Regions from separate parts of the Mus musculus genome. Here region 1 is linked to region 2. The links are chromatin contacts, called in public HiChIP or PLAC-seq maps. All regions are on one chromosome and are shown on one strand. Each heading gives the region's core, a stretch centred on a gene start, on an enhancer-like site or on the middle of the called end of the contact. The rest is flanking DNA. Distances are from core to core; before and after follow the strand shown.

Region 1 (2,700 bases), core at 42-2,541, 290 kb after region 2:
AAGGCAGGAAAAGAGAGAGCAAGAAGGAACTATATAGAAAGATCATGGAAGATGAAAGGCATAGTTGTCATTGCAACTATTGTGGCAGGTTGGGAACTTTCCATTTTCACACACACACACACACACACACACACACACAGTTCTGATTGCAAGAGTTGGAGGTATTCCTGAGTTCCACTGATAACTGTGTTGCTTTCCCTGTTGCTATAATCCCAGCAAAGCCCAGTGGGGTCTTTAAATTGTCTTCACAAGATCTGCTGTTAGGTTGTTCCCAGTGACCAAAGTTATCATCGCGCTCTCATTTCATGTCCTGGCTTTGATCCCAATGGGAAATGCACCTTGCCAAGTGTTTACATGCCATGTCAGGAGCATAACTGGAAATGTCAAGAGGCTGATGGCTGATATCAGCCTTCAAAATTTTTCCCTGATTTCAGAAACAATGGAGTCACTTCTAAATAGATGTCTAAATAGACTCCCATAATCAGAAAGTGGTTAAGATAAATTGTTTAAATAAAACAGCAAATTAATTAATTTCAGATTTTATTCCCTACTCAAGTGGGTCTTTAATTGTGTGGATTAGATTATACTCCCATAGGTGAGCAGTCTCCGATATTGGGGATGGGGGGAGGGGAGGAAAAAGCAGAGGGCAGAGAAAGATCTGTGACAGTAAAAGATAACTAAGGAAAGCCGCTGGTATTAACTCTGCAAAAACCCTCTTAGAGTATGTAGGTGGGCCATACCCACCAAGGCCCAACTGAGAGTTATTAATATACAGGAATAAAGTTAGACAACGAATTACAGGTCTTTTGTAGAGAGGAGAGTAAGAGACATACTCTTTGGCCAAATTTAATACTAGGCCTACAACTCACACCATTGGATAGATCCCTAAGAACACACCTGGCTCTGAAACTTTTCTCTCTTTAGACTCTACCTCCCTGGCCCTTGTGAAAAACAGGACTCACTCACTTCAGAGAGGTGAGACTCCTGTGTTAATGGATGCGACTACATATAATGAACAGAAACCTGTCACACATCACAGCAAATCAGAACGTCAAAAGAACACCCCCCCCCCCCCCCCCCCCGTACAGAGACTGGAGTGGAGGTAGAGGTTCCTTATGGCAGGAAGTGCCAGCAACCAGGGATGGGAGGCACGCAGCAAGCAGAAGTCACTCTCTTTCTTTACTTGAAAACCTGTCTGTTAAATCTCCACTCAAGACCCTACAGTGTAGTAAGGCAAAGCAAGGAGCCCGGAAGCTTTTCTGAGCTTGTAACCTGTGCGCAACCAGGGAAAAGGCAGCAGCACGGCGCCCCACGGCTGCCAAGGCTGGGACTGAGCCCCAGACGTAGAAAACTGCGCCTGCGTGCTGCAGAAAGCGGAGTTCCCGAGTGCGCAGGCGCGTTGCCTCACACCCCACCCCCGCCTTCAGCCACGCCCACAAAGCGCCACTCTTTTCTCTCCGCCCCTTTCACGTCGCGCGTGCAGTACAGCTACCGGCCCAGCGCAGGCGCACTGGGGCCGGGTTCCCGGGGTGGAGCGGGGCGGGGCGGGGCCGGGTGGGGCGGGGCGGGGCCGGTCCGAGCCTCACCTCCGCAGTACTCCGCCCAGGAGCGACGCGTTAAGACACTCGGGCGGTGAGAGGCGCCGCTGTACTTCCGCCACCGTGACCTTGTACTTCGAGGTGGAGCTGAGGAGCGACAGGCGACCCGGAACTGAACAGAAGACTTCGTTGGGGTTTACCACGCCACCGAAGAGGTTGTCCTTGTTAATAGGGATGGCGGAGACAGCATTGCTGTTGGACTTGGACAGGGACACGGGGCCTGCGAAGACAGATGCGGGCGCGTGTGGGGGGCGGACCGACCGAGCGCTGCTCAGCTCAGGAATCCCGAGGCGGCATCCTGCCCTGACCCTTGCAGCAAGCTGTCTAGAGATGGCTGATGCTGTCGCGACCCCCTAGGCTCTCAAAGGGCTCCGAAGTGATGCAGGAGCTTGGGTTTAGGGAGGCAACGAATGGGTTTTATGTGTAAACCCGAGACAGGGTTGGTGTAGTGGGGGTTTTGCTGGCGAAAGGCTCAGTGCCAAAAGAAATTGCTGTTAAAACCAGCAGACAGTTTCGATTGCTGCAGCAGCCAGTAAATGAACATTTCAGTAAGCTAGCAAGTGGTGGATTCTGTTATCACACACTACACGTCCGTCCTTTCATCAATAGACCCTTATGTTCCATTTAAAAGACACTCGGGCTTTGGAGATCATTCCAAGCCCGTGAACAGGACTCAAGAATAGGCCTACAGTTGAACATTAGGAATGCATCCTTTTGTTGAGCAAATACTAAATGAACCCTGTCTGTCTAAGCCCCTTCAAAGGGATGGGGGTTAGGATATATAATCAGTTAAAACCATAAGCTCTTCATTGTTGGATCTACCATTGTTAGAAAACAAATTCAAGACCATCAGAACAAGGGGTTCATTTCTTAACACATGAAATTCAGATGCACCTACAACCGTTTAAGTTCAATGCGTTTGTATCTTAAAATTCCACACAGAGACATATAATAATATGCACAGTCTCATCATAGCACCTCTCATGTTTTTGTTTTGTTTTGCCTTTAAATAGGGATATTCTACTTGTATGGGGAGGTGAGGGCCTCTAGGTTTTGGATAGATCACTTGTGACATTAATAGCTCTGGGGAGGCTAATAGAGA
Region 2 (2,700 bases), core at 44-2,543:
GTTCTTCCTTCTCACAATAAGAAAGTAGTTTTTCTAGATACACACAATTAAGAAACTTTAGATTTTTAAAGAGATCCTTGACTTTTAAATTGTGGAAATTTTAAAAGACTGTGGGATTTTTTAAAAACTGGACTGTGCTTAATATTGTGATATTAACATGAGATCTTGGGGACAAACAAGACAAGAAAGGTTATAGTTCAACAGTGATATATTTGTGTGTCTGCTTGACAAGGAGTCAATTGTACTGGCTAATGTTTGTCGATTTGACACAAGCTAGAATCATCTAGAAAGAAGAAATGTCAGCTGAGGGATTGTATCTATCAAATTGTCCTGTAGGCAAGTATGTGGGGTATTTTCTTGATTAATGATTTGTATTGGGATGGTCCAGTCACTGTAGGCTGGGCCACCCTTGGTCAGGTGAGCCTAGGTTGTCTAACAAAGTGAAAGGCCATGGATGGCAACCAAGTAAGCCACATTCCTGCATGGTCTCTGCTGCAGGCCTGGCCCCCAGAGTTCTGCCCTGACTTCCCTCACTGTTGGACTTCGACTGAATGTTGCAAGATAAAATAAATCTTTTCTTCCCCAGGTTGCTTTTGGTCATGGTGCTAATTGCAACAATAGAAGGCAAACTAAGACACCAGGTAAATAAGGCTTTGCATTTCTACTGAACAACTTCTGGGTCCATGGACCATCATGTACTCATTGGCTTCAACAACCAATTGTCACCTCAATGTGTCACTTGACTGATCTGCTAAAAATGGGGAAGAGATTTTGCAGTTGTAGAAATACCTATCTCAATTGATAGCCCATTCAACTAGCAAATGAATTAGTCTTAAAAATAAACCAAACATTGATATCTTAATGCATAGTGATTTATTTTATAACCTAAAAACTATTCTTAGAAGAGTACTGTATAATCCATATAGGACATTTGATAAATACCTTTGGAAAGTCTAATTCTGAAACAGAAGAAATGTTGCTGTCGCATATGACAACATCTGGGATTAACATGATAAAAATCAGTCTCCTTTTAAAAAAAAAAGTCTATAGTTTTAGATTATTCTACATGGAAGAATTGATTTCTTCTTTTTAAAGAGTAAAATCATAGGGAAAAGAAAATTCTCCCAGGCTAAGACCCGATAGCAGAGTTCTAGCCTGGAGCAAGTTTTTACAGCTCCGTTATAAACCCCTGGAATAGGAGTTCATAACGGAAACAGCTGTTCAACCTTAACTACTGCGGTGCCACTGTAATAAAAGCGGTAGGGGGCACATTAACAGTGGCTTCCCCTTACACTCTTTCCTGTTACCCACCCATTAGTCAAACTGTACCGCCTAACAGAGGTAAAGTATACAGCCTGACGCTCTGCAAAAACCCTACAGTAAGCAACTTACAGGTGGTAACTAATCCATTCCCCGCAAACATCCAAGTGTATGGACACCCCGGAGGCTCTCCACCAACTAGAAAGAATAACACTCTACCCCAGTGACTTCAAAGACTAATACCCCAGACCACAGAACACCAGACAGTGACACCTACCTCCTGTTTATTTTATTCAAAATGCATTAAATTTGCAATATTTGTGAGGATATATTAACTTATTTATCTATATGGTTTATTTGATCTCTTATTTATATGGTGTGTGTGCATGTGTATCTGTGTGTGTGTGTGTGTGTGTGTACTCATATATGCACACAAGTGGGTACCCACAGAGACCAGAAGAGGGTATCAGATCCCTCTAAACTGGGATTACAGGTATTTGTGAGCAATTGGACAGAGGTGCTAAAAACCAAACTCCAGTTCTTAACTAGAGAGCCATCTCTCCATCCTGAAGGAATATATTCAAAAAGTAACAATTAAACAGGCTAATAATAAGACTGCTTTTGTAACACACTCATGGCATTCTGATGGATAGATGATTCTCAGAAATTCAAAACAGTGTCGAAGCTGAAGCACTTCATTCACGGATGCAACTGCGGTACCATCCATTCAGATCCGTCGGCGTTTTAATCCAGTTCCTCTGAAATCTCTGTGCATGCAGAAGGAACCCTCACTCTGGGGCATTCATGCCTTGCCAAGTGATTTGTGTCTACTCTTTTGTTCTCCAGACAAGATCCCATTCTTACCTCTCTCTTACGGGCAAGGAAGCTACCCCAGGCTTGGATGGGATCAATGAGGGACGCTTGCATCCTCTAAGTGCAGTGAAATGAACCACACTTCTGTGTCAGGCGAGCCACTGTTAGAGAAACAGACCATCACACTCGCTTCTTTTAGATCAGAAGATAATTGCCCTGGATGGTTTAAGTCTAAAGACTTTAGTATGCTTTATTATGGGGCATTATGGAACACAATAGATTAATTTATGTGAGAATTGGAAGGCCAGCCTATTGTGCCAAGCAATGGGGCCTTTCCAAGGTTTTACCTGCCTGGCAAAGTCCTGGAACACCCACCCCTACACTGTCTTCCCTGTGGAGTAAGGTGTCACTGCATAGGGGTACCTTCCAAACAATGGGCCACTTGACTCTTTAGTCTTAAGCTGTCTCCCTGCCCCCTTGGTTTTGAGTCCCATTCTGTAGCTGACAGGATGCTAACCCACCAGGTCCATTCACGTGGTTCACAGCTTGTTCCTACATGAAGGTGATCTTTGTTCTGTGTCATGGAAAGTTCGTCTCCAATGCAGTTTTTCAGTAGAAATACTTTTT

Evidence for each region. HiChIP or PLAC-seq counts read pairs in DNA pulled down with a chosen protein or histone mark.
Region 1: an H3K4me3 HiChIP or PLAC-seq map of embryonic limb bud shows a contact between it and region 2, with 2.6 times the contacts expected there. The contact joins two enhancer-like sites. A contact is called at or near these places in 5 of 39 promoter capture datasets (embryonic stem cells, hippocampal neurons, liver and 2 more), 2 of 484 Hi-C or Micro-C datasets (nephron progenitors and trophoblast stem cells), 4 of 115 datasets of contacts at active chromatin or transcription factors (embryonic limb bud, embryonic stem cells, neural progenitor cells and 1 more) and 2 of 9 other capture datasets (embryonic stem cells and liver).

Annotation. Positions count from the first base shown.
Region 1 is chr13:40,721,505-40,724,204 of GRCm38.p6, forward strand. Tfap2a (transcription factor AP-2, alpha) reads right to left here. Exons shown (of 7, transcript NM_011547.5): 4 at 1,587-1,818. Among named protein-coding and RNA genes, the nearest start is that of Gm26688, 5.0 kb to the right of the region's middle. Within about 2 kb of position 1,292, at least 262 of the 459 cell types and tissues checked have an H3K27ac peak or open chromatin away from gene starts, as enhancers often do. A contact at or near this core is called in embryonic limb bud, where this site is marked.
Region 2 is chr13:40,431,233-40,433,932 of GRCm38.p6, forward strand. No RefSeq gene overlaps it. Among named protein-coding and RNA genes, the nearest start is that of Ofcc1, 140 kb to the left of the region's middle. Within about 2 kb of position 1,294, at least 2 of the 459 cell types and tissues checked have an H3K27ac peak or open chromatin away from gene starts, as enhancers often do. A contact at or near this core is called in embryonic limb bud, where this site is marked.